5 separate regions of the Mus musculus genome follow, and regions 1, 2, 4 and 5 are each linked to region 3. Evidence: chromatin contacts called from public HiCAR-type and promoter capture Hi-C data. All regions are on one chromosome and are shown on one strand. Each heading gives the region's core, a stretch centred on a gene start, on an enhancer-like site or on the middle of the called end of the contact. The rest is flanking DNA. Distances are from core to core; before and after follow the strand shown.

Region 1 (2,847 bases), core at 120-2,619, 2.1 Mb after region 3:
TCCAGTGGCCCTCTCATTAACCATCCCATCACTTTCCGAGGCACAAAGAAGTACCCTGGAAGAACCTGTAATAACACGAAGCCCATTTTCACCCATTGGCTTCGAAACCTGGAAAAAGCTACGGCTTGGCGGGGAGCGGAGGGGGCAGAAGAACAGGTTTAATCGTTTGAAGCAGTCAAGTTGGGAGACCACAGTGGGCAGGGGAGCGAAGGCCAGCCACCCTGTATTTGGGGCAGGAGCGAACATGGGGCCAGCCCAGGTTACCCAAGTGTGCATTACTTTTCAAGATGACCTCGCACGCACTATGACACTAGAGAGGAGTCTTCAGAGCTTCCTTCCCACACAAGACCCGGGAGCTCAGAGGACCCTAGGCGAGTGCATTTGAGCAGGTGCTAGGTGTTACGTCCCCAGAAGGGTCCCAGCCCCTCAGGTGCGCCCACCTGCCAGTCGCAGGGCCAGCTCCCCAGGCAGTCCTGAGTCTAGTTAATCATTCAACGCGGGCGGCGTGGAATATTTTTTAGAGGTCAACGCGAAAGGTTCTCCTGAAGTTTCACAGAAACCAGTCTTTGGGGACCCGAAGATAACAGTGCCAGCGGATGGGGGTGAAAAGCGGCAGCCAGCGGCTCACAAACACCTGATCTGCCCCTGCGGCACCCTAGACCAGCGCAGTGCGCGGGCGGGGCAGAACACCGCCCGCGACGCTCCCCCGCCGCCCAGGCCCGCACCTCGTGCGCGGGGTACAGCGCGGCTCAGGGTGTCGCTGCCCTCTCCCTGTGGGTGCAGGAAGAGCGGAGGTCGAGCAGGTGAGAAGGTCAGGAAGGAGGTGGAGGCCGGGAGACTGGGGAGAAGGTGAGGAGGCTGTAAAGGAGGGGAGAAGGACCAGGAGGTGAGGAAGCCGGACAGGAGAACGGAGACCGGTGAGGATATCCGGGAGGTGAGGAGGCCAGGGAAATGATGTGCGGAGGCCAGGAAAGTGAGACTGGGAGCGGTGAGGGGAACCCGATGGAACGTATGCGCAGACAACGCAGGAGCCACAGAAGAGCGGCGAGAGCGCGGGGCGCCCACACCGGCCGGAACTAGCGCGGCGGGGCGGGGATGCAGGGCCGGTGCCCACCCACCCGGCCCTACCTTGTCTAGGGACACCTCCAGCTCGGCGGGGCGGGGCGGAAGACCGCGGCCGCATCCACGTCCCAGCCGCTCTTGCGGCTCAGCCCCGCGACCGCCGCCGCTCTCGCTCCATGCGCAATGCGCGGACGGGCGGCCCGGCGGGGTCTGGGCGGCTCCGGCTCGCCTCAGCTCCAGCACTTGTTGCCGCGGCGGCCGCTGAGCCTTACTCTCGGCCCCGGCTCCTGGCACCGCCGCCCCCTGCCGCGTCCCTTCGGTCCCGCCCCCGCCCGATTCTCCAATCACACGCCGCGCCACCGCGCGCGTCACCGCCGGGAAGGCCGCGCTCCCGCCCCGTGGCCCAAGTTTGGGAAAGGCCGAACTCGAACCCTCCCGCCAGTTGGCGCCCAGGTCCCGCTGGGACTGCGCCCCCGGGCCCTTCCCGAGCTCTCCGCCCCTCGTAGCACTGAGAAAACCTAAGGCTTCACTGGAGCGCGCGGTGTCCAAAGATTACAGTCTCCCCCGCTCCGCCAGGAAGTAGCCTCCCCCAGAAAAACAGCTGAGACTTGAGTCCCAAACCCTGCTGAGATCCAGGGTCTAGTGTAAACTCTTCAGCTACCAGGGCGTGGCGCTTGGTGAGAATTTGCCAGCCAGCACTGGCATGTAGCTAAGTCTAGACGGCTCCGAGTGGCTTGTGAGCGGGATCCACGAGGGGAGGTGAGAAGAGGGAAACCCAAGTGCACCTGACCTTTGCTCTCAGCGTACATAGTAGCGGCAGCCACCTAGATAGATGCCCAAGGCCTGAGGGTGGTGCCTATCTGGCCTCTTCGGACCTTCAGGTTATGAAGCCATCAAAGACACGATGAGGTCTCCACGTGGTTCCACTCGGGTCTCAGGAAGTCAAGAATGCAAGATGCGGGAGGCGCTGGGTGCGGAGTTCGCTCGGCGACTTCAGAAGTTGGGCTTAGCAAGACATCTGAACGCTGAACCCCCGTGATGCCGCTGGACTGAGCACCAACCACACCCAAGCATGGATCACGCGGGACCCGGAACGGTCCCCCACCCCCAACCCAGCGCCTCCCCAGGCTCCCCAGAGCGCTACGTGCCAAGGTGAGGCCCAGGAAAAAGCCGGGGAGACCGGATGGAGAAGTTGCTCTAGTTTGTAGAGCTGGGTGGGCCGGCCGAGTCGGCACGCCCTCAACACCGAACCTAGAGCCTGGTCCCCACAACCTGGGACGCGCTTGGAAGCTGCTTCCTCTCCCCTCCATTCTTATTGCTAAGGCCTTCGGTCGACCCTCTGGAGATAATCACACTGAGAAGTTAACACTCTACACCTGTTTGCTTTTTTTTTTTTTTTTTTTTTTTTTCAGAAGGCTGTCAGATGGAGTTAGTCAAAGGGATGCCATTGACTTTCGAGCGCTGGAGATTGAATTTCAGCCAGCTCGACCAAGACCACGAAGTCTTACTTACAGCCGCAGAAAGAAGTAAGTGCGAGTTGTTTGGGTTGAGCGCAGAGCCACGTGTGTACGGTCATCCACAAGAAGGAATTCTGAGTCAGTGGTTCTGGAAATGTTAAGATTGACAATCTGCAGACCGATCTGTTCTTATGTTTGTCACTACGTTCCCAAACAACAACAACAACTTGGATTTTTATATGTTCACATAAACTGTTAACCACTGTCACTCTGAACAAGAAAGGAAGAGAAATTGTATGCTTTTCTTGACTCTGAGGAATTTTTTCCC
Region 2 (2,748 bases), core at 72-2,571, 2.2 Mb after region 3:
TAGATGAACCCTGTGGCTGGACAGTCTCCCCAGGATCCTGACCCTCAAATCAGAGACTTCTGTAAGACTGGACCTGACCTCCAGCTAAGATACATCACACAGGTGAGCACCTTGGGGATAAAGACTTAGGACCATATTTAGAAATTTAAAGTGTGAACCTTGTATGATGACCCTCAGCATAAAATATAACTTTTGCTATACACAGGTATCTACCTTCTTTCTTGTGACACAGAGGCAGGCAGAGCTTTCTTCTTAGTTAGGGTTTTACTGCTGTGAATAGACACCATGACCAAGGCAAGTCTTATAAAGGACAACATTTAACTAGGGCTGGCTTACAGATTCAGAGGTTCAGTCCATTACCATCAAGGCAGGAACACGGTAGCACACAGGCATGGTGCAGGAAGAGCTGAGAGTCTGACATCTTCATCTGAAAGCTGCTAGAAGACTAGCTTCCAGGCATCTAGGATGTGGGTCTTAAAGCCAATGACACACTTACTCCAGCAAGGCCACAGCTTCTAACAGTGCCACTCCCTATACAAACCATCACATTCTACTCCCTGGCCCCTATAGGCTTGTGCAAGCATAAGAGCCTATGGGGATCATACCTAAACATAGCATGATGCAAGGCCAGTCTAGTCTACAGAGCAAGTTCCAGGACAGCCACAGCTACACAGTAAAACCCTTGTCTCTGAAAAAACAAACAAACAAACAAACAAAAATAAAAGATTTTTTTCTTGGCTTAAACACTTGTCTGAGCAGTCTTCTCTGGTGAATACCCCACAAAACTACATTACAGAACAAATGAAAGGAATGTGTTTGCAAAAAACAAAACACATTCAATTTTTTATTCCCTTGGTTTTTCGAGACAGGGTTTCTCTGTGTAGCCCTGGCTGTCCTGGAACTCACACTGTAGACCAGGCTGGCCTCGAACTCAGAAATCCGCCTGCCTTTGCCTCCCGAGTGCTGGGATTAAAGGCGTGCGACACCACACCAGGCCCACATTCAATATTTAAAAAACAAAACAACAACAAAACCAAAACCCCTTACTTTCCACAAGAGTGAGGAGCTGAAGCCAGAAAAACGGTTTACCTGGTAAAGCCCTTGACAAACAAATATAAGAACTTAATTTCTATTCCCAGCACCCACATAAACAAGCCCGGGAAGGTGAGCTGCCAGCACCGGCATGGAGGGGTGCCCTGCAGTGAGACAAGCCTGCCCCGGCTCAGGGCTGAGCATTCTTACTGCAGGAGCACTCCCACTGCAGGGGGCGGAGACAAAAAAAGCAGTAAATCGTACTGCGCAGGCCTGCCTTTCCCGGAGTAAAGACGTAACTGCAGATTACAGGGTAACTGCGCAGATCAGACATACTGCGGATAACTGCAGATACCTGGATGACTGCGCAGGCGGACCGTACTGCAGATAACCACCCGCAACTGCGCAGGCCGGTCGGTAAGGCAGATAACCACTGTTCCAGCTGTACCATGGATAACCGGGTAACTACGTAGGCTGATCATACTACGGATAACCAGGTAACTGCGCAGGCCGGCCATGCCACGGAGGCTGGCCTTAAAGCGGATAACCGGGTAACTGCACAGGCCAGCTGTGCCATGCATAACCAGTAACTGCATAGGCTGGCCGTACCACAGATAACCACGGATACCTGGGTAACTGCGCAGGCAGGCCGTACTGCGGATAGCCAGGTAACTGCGCAGGCTGGCTGTACCACGGATAATCGCGGATAATTGGTAACTGCGGCCGCCCCACAGATAATTGGGTAACTGCGCAGGCAGGCCATACCACGGATAACTGGATAGACGGATAACTGCGCAAGCCGGCCATACCGGCCCGGCCGGGTAACTGCATGGGCAGGCCTATGTACTGCGGATAAACGGATAACCGGGTGACTGCCCAGGCAGGCCGTACTGCGGATAACTGGATAATCGGGTAACTGCGCAGACCATCCGTACCTCCGAAAACTGGGTAACTGCGCAGGCCTACCACGGATAAGTGGGTAACTGCGTGGGATAACTGGATAATCGGGTCACTGCGCAGGCAGGCTGTGCCACGGATAACCGGACAACCGGGTAACTGCACGGATAGGCTTTATCACGGGTAACTGGATAACCGGGTAATTGCGCAGGCTGGCAGTACCACGGATAACCGGATAACTGCGCAGGCAGGCCTACGTACTGCGGATAACCGAGTGACTGCGCAGGTAGGCGGTACAGCCCACATTCCAACGCAAACACTGGCCTTCGACTGCGCATGCGCACATTCAACTACTGGTTGCTGCATTGCGCAAACACGCCGGTGACTCAGCTGGTTCAAGCTTTCTAGGCTGGTGGAAAGGAAAGTCAACTGGGCTGAATGGTGCCACCCTGAAGTTGCTGTCCAGGAAGGTAACGAACATTAAACAGCAGAACAACTTAGCAGCGGGCGACATTTTCAATCCACAGCGTGAGAAAAAGAGATTATCGCGAGATCCGGGAAGAGCCCCCCCCCCCCCCCCCCCCCCCCCCCCCCCCCCCCCCGCTCTGCGGTAAAATGGCATCACGGCAGACCGCGATTCCTGAGAAACTCAGCCGAAAACAATACAAGGCGGCAATGAAGAAGGAGAAACGCAAGAAACGTCGGCAGAAAATGGCTCGGCTGAGAGCTCTGGAAGCCCCACCAGAGGAGGACGATGATGTTTCTGCTAACGAAGAACTTGCAGAGCGATTACTGGAGATAGAGCGGCAAAGATTACAT
Region 3 (2,726 bases), core at 162-2,661:
AAATTACAATGCTGGATCTAACTTGCTATTCGTGTGAGAGATATCCATGTATATGGCTACCATAGGTACTTTGTTTTAACAAATACACTTCTGGAGAGTGTTAAAAATGATCCCTACAAATGCCAACGTTTAGAAACTTATAAAATATGGTAAACTAGGCTGCTTATATCAACGCATTAGAGTTGAAGCAGAGTTCCCCCTAGAGTTTAGTATATATTTCTCTAATAGTTCAACAAATGTAAAATCTGATTTGAACCTTTCCAAAGTTCCTATCCCCACCACTATCCCCCCCCCGCAAAAAAAACACCTCGTGAAAGATATTTATGCCCTGAAGTTTGAGTAAAGTTTTACTTCTTTTAGTAAGAACTCTGAAACAGAACCAACGCTCCTTTGACGCTCCCTGCCCCCTCCCCGTTAATATTTACATGTATGAGTCAGTTCTTTCCTCAACCGCAACAGATTCAGATTCAGAGGGACATCACGCTATAACTTGAATAAACCAACAAGGTGGGGGCGGTAGGAAGCACAACTAGTCTCCGTTTCCAAAGGGAAAAAGAACCCACCACCGTTCACCCTCTGTCCCCGGCAGCACCTGCCACGTCGGGAGCTTAAAGAATAATGGCTCAACTTTCGGACGCAAGGAGGGAGAAGACACAGATAATTTCCTGAGGAGTGCCTAAAAGGTCCTCTCCGCAAGGGACACAGCTCTGGGCCGTCTCTGTCCGTTGGAGCATTCAGAGACCCTTCGAGGCGGCACAGTCCTGCAGCAGCCGGCCTCGGGCCTCCGCGAGGCAGACAGTGTTTACACCTGTCACGAGGGAGGTGGGAGCAGGAGGACGCCGGAGCGGAGCCCCAAACTTCTACACAGCGGCCGGGAGGGAACCCCGGCGCGCAGCTCGGGGCGGGTGGACGGCGAGAGGCAGGGCGGGCCACGGCGGCCGGGAGGGCACGGCTGGCTCTCCTCGGCCGAGCCTGGGATGCCGAGCGCCGTGCCACTCGGCTTCGGGCGCTGCCAGCGGCGTTCCGCACCCGCGGAGAAGAGCAGAGCCCGCGCCGGAGCTCGCAGGCCCGCACGCGGGCCGACGCGGGCAGGCGCTCCAGGCCGGGGCGACTAGCCGGGCCGGGTCCTCCGCACCCCGGGAGCGCGGCGGCAGCACTCACCTGGCTCGTCCCGGGCGGCCGCGATGGGCATGGCTCGGCGGCCCGGGGAGGAACTGGCTCCCCGGGGAAGGACCGGTTACTCGGACGCTGAGCTGGTGAGGGCGGAAGGGGAGCTGTTCCCAGCCCTGTCAGCGGCGCGGCGCCATGGACGCCCACCCGGAGTTTCAGCGCTGCCGCGGGACCCCCATCCCACTACCCTCCGCCCTCTTCCGCCGCCGCCGCCGCCTCCGCCTCCTCCTCCTCCGCGGAGACCCCCGCCCACTCCACACACTCTCCCATCATGCAGCGGGGAACCGCTGCTGTCCATACGTCACTTCCGGGCGCAGGTGGCTAGGTCGGGGCCGGGCGCTGGTGGGTGCCGGGGTGGGGGAGGACACTCCAGGGGAATTAGTGTCACAGACTTCTTACTTCTGCGCAGGCGCCGTCGTGTGGAACGACGTTCGCCATTTTGGTTGCGGGCAAACGGTCTTTTTTCCGTACTCACTGAAGTGTGGGCTGGGGACGTCCTCCCTCCCCTCCCGACCCTCTGAGGCAGCGCTCCGGGCCACAGACCTGAGCTTCTCTCCGCCCAGTACTTTCCCGATGAGCCGGGGAGAGGGTTAAGTTCCGCCTTGGAATAAAACTGCAGACGTATGGAAATACGGAACCAGATCTCTGCTGAAAAACCGGCTGGACAACATTCAGCAGCTTGTCCTTTTTGCCCGGAATAAAAGACTTTCATTCCCTTCCCTTTTTATGTAAGCCAACAAAAGAGGAAGCTGTTATTTAACAAACGAGAAGTGATTGTCCTACTTAAGACGAGAAGTCAGCAGGCAAACTAACAAATGGTCTTCTACAAAAATCAGTCCAGAATTGTGTTGGTGTTTGGAGAAGATGATCATTTTCATACATCTTTCCAATCAACTTGTGCATTTGAGCGATTCTATACAATAGAGGTCATAAGAGGTTTTTGTTTCCATCGGTTCCTGAGCAATTGGTCTTTTTTTAATAACATCTCCCCGTCCTTTATTATGACTCTGTTAGAAACCATTCCACTGTAAAACTCAGACAAAGCTGCAGGATTTTTATTCCTGTCTCAGACGGTGAACCCTGGACTCTACCCTACAAACCCTGAGCCCTGCCGGGTTCTCTTTCTGCCCACGCTGAATTATTTAAAATAGTTCCCAAACCGCAAAGCTCAGCAGTAACCGAAAGGAACAAGGACTGAAAACACCCGTCATCTCAGAGAACTGTCTAGCCCTTTGACTGGAGGAATTACACACGTTGAAAAAGATAAGGACAATAGCAATTCATCATGGTTTATCCTGCCTCTGCAATGTTCTAGACAAATTAACTTGAAGAACTAAAATAGACCCTCATTTGTCTCCTCACAATTCAGTCATTGCAAGATAACAGAGACTGCATTGCTGCTTTGTGGTTATGCTGAATATTTTTGTTATTGGCCAGTCACTGAAGTGAGAAAAATCTATATGGCTTGTCAAATTTATTCCTTTTGTATTTCGCCCCCTGCTGGTGTAGCTCGTGTGCAAATTAAAAAAAAAAAGTATGTCACTGTAAAACATGTT
Region 4 (2,847 bases), core at 288-2,787, 2.5 Mb after region 3:
GGGAGTTCAGGCCTGTGCAATATGCCAGGTCAACTGTGTTGACTTAATAAATGTTGTGGCACAACAGACCAGTCGATTTTGGTGGACTGCTGGCTGTTTTTCCCCCAGATAGGGTTCTCTTTGTAGTTCTGGCTGTCCTGGAGCTTGCTCTGTAGTCCAGGCTTGTTTGAATTCAAGAGATCTGCCTGCCTCTGCCTCTGTCACCACCACCCAACTGCTGGTTGTTTTAAGCAACCCTAATCAGCAAAACTGACCTGGCACTTGGGAGCCATGGGTTAACCTAGGGGCGTGGCATAATAAGGGCACGCACCAAGTTAAAAGAAGTTGGCACAAAATCTGTCTATACGCATTGTTAAGTTAGCAACAGGATTTTCAATGTGTTAGGACTAATTTTTAGAAATAACTTCTTGTTGAAGCAGTCTGGGGAGAGTTAATTTTTTGTTGTTGTTTTTTTTCGAGACAGGGTTTCTCTGTGTAGCCCTGGCTGTCCTCGAGCTCACTCTGTAGACCAGGCTGGCCTCGAACTCAGAAATCCCTGTCTCTGCCTTCCAAGTGCTGGGATTAAGGGCATGCGCCACCTCTGCCCGGTAGAGAGTTAAATTTTTAAGGAGGCTCGTCCAATAACTAACTAGACAACCGTTTCCAGGCGCCCAAACTGCACGCCCGTTTATGCCAACCTCGGCCCGTGCTATTCACGTTCCCATGCGGTGCCCAAACCCAGGCCTCTACAACGGATCCAAGGCCCAGGGCCTACCATCCGGCACCTATGTGTTCTTTTCGGTCCTTCGCGGCCGTCTATTTCCATGTAGAAACAGGGTGTGCCCTCCCTTTTCCGAGCACAGACCCCATCCTAAGGGCGGATGCTGGGGCCCCAGGACGAGGCCCCTGAGGTTGGCGGGAGCTCGAGGGGGCGGGCCGCCAGGGAACGGGGAGGGGGGGAAAGCAGAAAGACGAGCAACGCGCGCGGCGCTCAAACCCGCGCTGCCTTCTGCTCACGGGCGAACCCCACCCTCTCCGTCACCAAAGGCGCCCAGCCAATGGGCGAGCCGGAAAGGCCGGGCTTACAAGCGAGGGACCGAGAGGGGGAGCCACTCGAGGGGAAAGGGATGTAGAAGGCGGGCTGCACTTGACTGACAGCTCACTCAAGCCAATCCTCTGTGAGGCTTCTCCGCTCTCCTCTTTGCTGGGCTCTGTTCGACGTCCCACCTTCTCTTCCTCCACCCCCCCCTCACTCCTTTGCGTCCCGCCCCGCCTCCCCTCCCCCACTCTGCGGGCAAATCACTGCTGGAAAGAGGCGGGGGCCTAAGCGGCAGGCTCGTGTGGAGCCTTGAGGTGGGATTGACGGGCGCTCCGACCAATAAGAGGTAGGCTGATGGCGCGGCTGTGGCCGGGGCCGACCAATGGGCGCGCGGCCTGGGGGCGGAGGCCCAGGTTCCAAACGCTCCGCGGCGCCATGGGCTGAAAACTCAACCGAGATGGAATCTCCCAGTCTGAACCGGTTTCAACCGGTTCCGAGTTTGAGGCACTAGGAGGAGGGGGAGAAGCGGCTGCAGCGGCCGCGGCAGGAGCAGCGGGAGCTTCAGCATCAGCAAGAGCAACAGTAGCTACAGCCCCGGCGGCCGTGCCTGTTCCAGCCTTTGCTGCAGCAGTCGTGCAACCATCCCGAGGGGGAGGGGGGAGGCACCAGTCGCTGAGGAGCACGCGAAGGGGGGAAAGTTTAGGCTAGCTCGGGTGGGGGGGCCCGGCGCCGGAGCGGCGTGAGCGAGGGAGCCCTGTGTGGTAGGGGGAGCCGGACTGCAACTGGCGGCAGAGCGGCCCCGGCCGTACGGACTCGCGCTGCTGCTCCCGCCGCCGCCTGTGGCTGGAGGGTCCTGGGCTCTGTCTCACGGACTGGCCCGCTCCCCTCCCCCTTCCTTCCCTCCCCAGCCGGGCGGGAGCATTTATTTCTCGGATTAATTCCCCTTTTTGGTGGGGCGCGTGTGTGTGCGTGCGCGCGTGTGTGTGCGTGAGTGTGTGTTGGGTGGAGTTGTCCCTAGAATAGTAAATACTGAGCTTTTTTTTTTTTTTTTGCCCTTCTCTGCTTTTTAATTTCTTTTTTGTTTAAGGTGGGAAAACTGTGAAACCCACCTTGATTTCCTCCCCTCTCCCTCCTCCCCACCTTCCCTCGCCCCAAGCCCGGACAAGGAAGGAAGAAGCAGTTGGTTGAATTTCTGGGTAAGTCGGTCGTGTGCTCGGGGCCGAGGGTCGGGCGGCGGCGGCGCGGCGGGCATGAGGCGAGGCGGGCGGCGGGCGCGGGGCCCTCGGCGGAGCCTGAGATTGAATGGAAGCGCTTCTGTCGCTCGGTGATGGAGGTGGGGAGGCGGCCGCGGGAGGGGAGCGCTTGCTGGGTCATCTTCGTGTGCGGGTGGCGGTGGAGGAAGGCGAGGAGCGTGGTAGTGAGGCTGAGCCCCTGCGCGTGGGTGGAAGGGCTTCCCCAGTCCAAAGGGCTGGGGAGAGTCGGGGGTGATTTCGGGAACGTCTCTGTAAATTATTAGGAGTGGAAGTTTCCAGAAATATTTAGTGCAGCAGCATTGAAACGTCCGCCTGCATCACGTGGCCCCCTCGGTGGAGAGCTTGGGATGGGGGAGGGAGGGGCTACCGAGTCCCTTCTTATGTGAAGAAACTCGAAAGCCTTGTGGGTGATTTTTGTTGTTGTTGGTTTTGTGAGTGTGTGTATAACAAGAAGTAGGAAAGAGGAGTTAATTTCTTTTTTTCGGGGGCCTGCAGTTGGGGTTCCGTGTTGTAGGTTGTTTTCGCCCGGGGCATATATGTCTTGGTGAAACCGTGTACTGCTGGCCGTGGACAGTG
Region 5 (2,700 bases), core at 151-2,650, 2.2 Mb after region 3:
GGACAGTCAAAGCTACACAGTGAAACCTTATAACAAAAACAAACAAACAAACAAAAAACACACCACAACCACAAGGAAGGCAATTTATAGAGGGAAGAGTTTTGAGGGGTTTTATGGTTCTAGGACTTCATGATCACTGGGAAGCACAGCAGGGAAGCTTCACAACAGGTAGGCATGGAGAAGGGAGAGCTCACATCTCATATTGTGAAGAGGAAGCAGAGCACAAACTGGCTGGTAGCTTTTGAAACAAACTCAGCCTCCAGTGATATACTTACTCCAGCAAGGCTACACCTCCTAAGCTTCTCCAATCAGAGCTACCCACTGGGGACCAAGTATTTGAATGTCTAAAACTAGGGGAGACATCTCAAATCACCACAGTACCAGTACCTGTTCTCTTCATATAAGTCAGCTGTCTCAACAACCATAGAATATTTGTGTGCTTCGAGGGAGGGGTAAACTGGTCTTTGAAAAAGACGTGTCCCCCAAGGGGAGGCTTGAAAAGTTCATCTTAGTCTTAATAGAGTGAATGAATGTAAATGCTTCTCATAATTACAGGACTAAGTCCATGAAACAATTGTTCGTTAACCTACCGCAGGCATCTGGCACCTTATGGCTCTCAATTATTAACTGTGAACTACCACTGAATGAGTATTACCTATATAAACTCTGGTGGTCAATGATCATGATTATAGAAACCTTGGAAGTTTACCTAAGGACAGAGTCCTGGCTCTGTACTGGCTTCCACTGCCTTACTGGTTGACCTTGGGCTTTAGCTTCATCATCCTTTAAGTCTAGACGATGACACCTATTTCATGGGATTATGAGGATTAGTGTGGGGGTGGGGTGGGGGGGGTAAAGAGTGTAAAGATTTCACACTTTGCTCAGCAGATAACTATTAATCAGTTATTAGAATGTTTATGTTCCCTAAGAGTCAGTGGTTATGTTTATGGAAGAGGTCTTAACTAGAAGGCAGACTGGATTTGATAGGCAGTCACCGCCCCACAACTATTACGATTCTGTGCCGTCTAACTAGTGTATTTAAATCCCTAGGCAGTCAAAATATATACAAAAGGGAGGAAACTATTCATGGCACATCTCTCCTCCAACACCTTTACAAAGTGAATAAACTAGGAATAGAATTTGGAATTTAGACATGGATGTCCGTAAAAGGCCGGTTGCACCACACCCACTCCGGAACAAAGCCAGAGCTGTCACAGCTTCCTCAACAGCACTAGCAGAAGCTAAAGGCTCGGGTCCATCTAGAACGGCCACAGCCACGCCTATAAAACCTCCCGCTCCATCTCAGGCACAGGGAGGGGTGGACAGTCCGTAGCCACATCTCCGCGCGCAAGCTGCGCAGCCGGCGTGCGGCAGACAGCCCCTGACGTCACACCCGCGCCGGCTCTCCAGCAGGCCCCTTGCTCGGCTTCCGCCTTCTCTCCCGGCGTCGCTTTCTGGAAGGTTCGTGGAGGAGGCGGTCAGGGAGACCGTTACTCCACAGCAAGCCGGAATCCGTGTCCATCCGTCCTCCTGAACCCGCGCAGACGCCACCAAGGTCGCCATGCCGGAGAACGTAGCTTCCCGAAGCGGGGCGCCCACCGCCGGGCCCGGCAGCCGCGGGAAAAGCGCCTACCAGGACCGCGACAAGCCAGCCCAGATCCGCTTCAGCAATATTTCCGCGGCCAAAGGTATCACCCGGTCGCCGGCCCGCCTCCGGCGGAACGGCCCAGCCTCGCTGTGACCTTGGCCCTGGGTGGGTTGTGTTCCTTCAAGGTGGTCTCGTTTGCAGCTTTCTGCTAAGCACTCGGAGCGTGGAGGCCTCGGACACGCCCCATTGTGGGACGCCGAGCTCCTTAGTTCGTCTCCTGCAGGCATGGGCGGTGTTGGTCACATTGGCGCAGACAGCCGTTTAAAATACTGAAAGCAATGATCCTTGAGATCTGACTCTTAAGAACTAAAGCTTGGCTGTTTATCAAACCTAGTGGTAGACGACACAGTATTTTGAGCTTTCAAATAAAATTCATTTTACTTTTTCAACATTTTCAAAAAAAGTTCATTTAACTTATGAACGTTCTTTGGCTCCGTAGTACTAATCGGATAGTCACTATAAATTCCCTTAAACTGGCAGGTGGGCGACATAGGGTTGTAAAAGCACGTGGTGAAAACCAGACAGGCCGAGTTTTATTCTCAGTATGTGCTATTTGACGCGTCTGACGTCTAAAGCAACAAAGCCTTAAGAGATACTGCCAGGGTTTATTTGGGTTGGAGACAAAGATGCATGATTTGGGAAGTGGACGGGGTGTTGTTTTATCTTCTGAAGGTCCTAGGATCCAAGAAACTCTTGACTTCGCAGTGCAGCTGTAAGTTGGGTGAGGTGACAGTTGATTTGCAGGGTTGCTGGGAGGATTAAATGTGAAAGTGTATGAAGTAAACCTGACAAGTACTGCAGTCACCAGTCCAGGTGACTGGAATGTGTTGGTGCTGTGAGGTGTGTGCGCAGGATGGGCCTTAAGGAGTTGGAGACGCCAAGCTGACCAGGTGCTCCATGTGAGAGTCTTTTGGAAGTTTGGAGTGAATACCTGACACCTGGAAGTTTATTGAGTTCATTAATTACGTTTGTGGTAGTGGAGTCATTGGGATGTTGAAAGATGAATTCTAGAGTCAGATGAGTGACCAAGAGAGTGTACACTCTATTAAGAA

Evidence for each region. HiCAR-type assays count read pairs that join an accessible place to other places. Capture Hi-C pulls out chosen DNA fragments and counts their contacts.
Region 1: a contact with region 3 is called in a promoter capture Hi-C map of adipose tissue, with 3 times the contacts expected there. The contact joins the promoter of B3gnt2 here to the promoter of Aftph in region 3.
Region 2: a HiCAR-type map of astrocytes shows a contact between it and region 3, with 4 times the contacts expected there. The contact joins the promoter of Zrsr1 here to the promoter of Aftph in region 3. A contact is called at or near these places in 3 of 39 promoter capture datasets (cranial neural crest, liver and pre-B cells), 1 of 484 Hi-C or Micro-C datasets (CD4 T cells) and 1 of 115 datasets of contacts at active chromatin or transcription factors (astrocytes).
Region 4: a HiCAR-type map of astrocytes shows a contact between it and region 3, with 5 times the contacts expected there. The contact joins the promoter of Xpo1 here to the promoter of Aftph in region 3. A contact is called at or near these places in 1 of 115 datasets of contacts at active chromatin or transcription factors (astrocytes) and 1 of 9 other capture datasets (liver).
Region 5: a HiCAR-type map of astrocytes shows a contact between it and region 3, with 5 times the contacts expected there. The contact joins the promoter of Cct4 here to the promoter of Aftph in region 3. A contact is called at or near these places in 5 of 39 promoter capture datasets (hippocampal neurons, liver, pre-B cells and 1 more), 1 of 484 Hi-C or Micro-C datasets (CD4 T cells), 2 of 115 datasets of contacts at active chromatin or transcription factors (astrocytes and embryonic forebrain) and 1 of 9 other capture datasets (liver).

The regions. Positions count from the first base shown.
Region 1 is chr11:22,858,366-22,861,212 of GRCm38.p6, forward strand. It overlaps B3gnt2 (UDP-GlcNAc:betaGal beta-1,3-N-acetylglucosaminyltransferase 2), which reads right to left and starts at 1,370. Exons shown (of 2, transcript NM_016888.5): 1 at 1,129-1,370.
Region 2 is chr11:22,970,684-22,973,431 of GRCm38.p6, forward strand. Zrsr1 (zinc finger (CCCH type), RNA binding motif and serine/arginine rich 1) reads left to right here and starts at 1,322. Exons shown (of 1, transcript NM_011663.3): 1 at 1,322-2,748. The coding sequence starts at 2,545. All of the region lies in intron 1 of Commd1 (COMM domain containing 1), which reads right to left.
Region 3 is chr11:20,740,145-20,742,870 of GRCm38.p6, forward strand. Aftph (aftiphilin) reads right to left here and starts at 1,412. Exons shown (of 10, transcript NM_001290545.1): 1 at 1,162-1,412. It overlaps Gm46272 (predicted gene, 46272), which reads left to right and starts at 488. Exons shown (of 1, transcript NR_168691.1): 1 at 488-2,726.
Region 4 is chr11:23,254,504-23,257,350 of GRCm38.p6, forward strand. It overlaps Xpo1 (exportin 1), which reads left to right and starts at 1,538. Exons shown (of 26, transcript NM_001035226.1): 1 at 1,538-1,657; 2 at 2,141-2,214.
Region 5 is chr11:22,989,193-22,991,892 of GRCm38.p6, forward strand. It overlaps Cct4 (chaperonin containing Tcp1, subunit 4 (delta)), which reads left to right and starts at 1,401. Exons shown (of 14, transcript NM_009837.1): 1 at 1,401-1,688. The coding sequence starts at 1,562.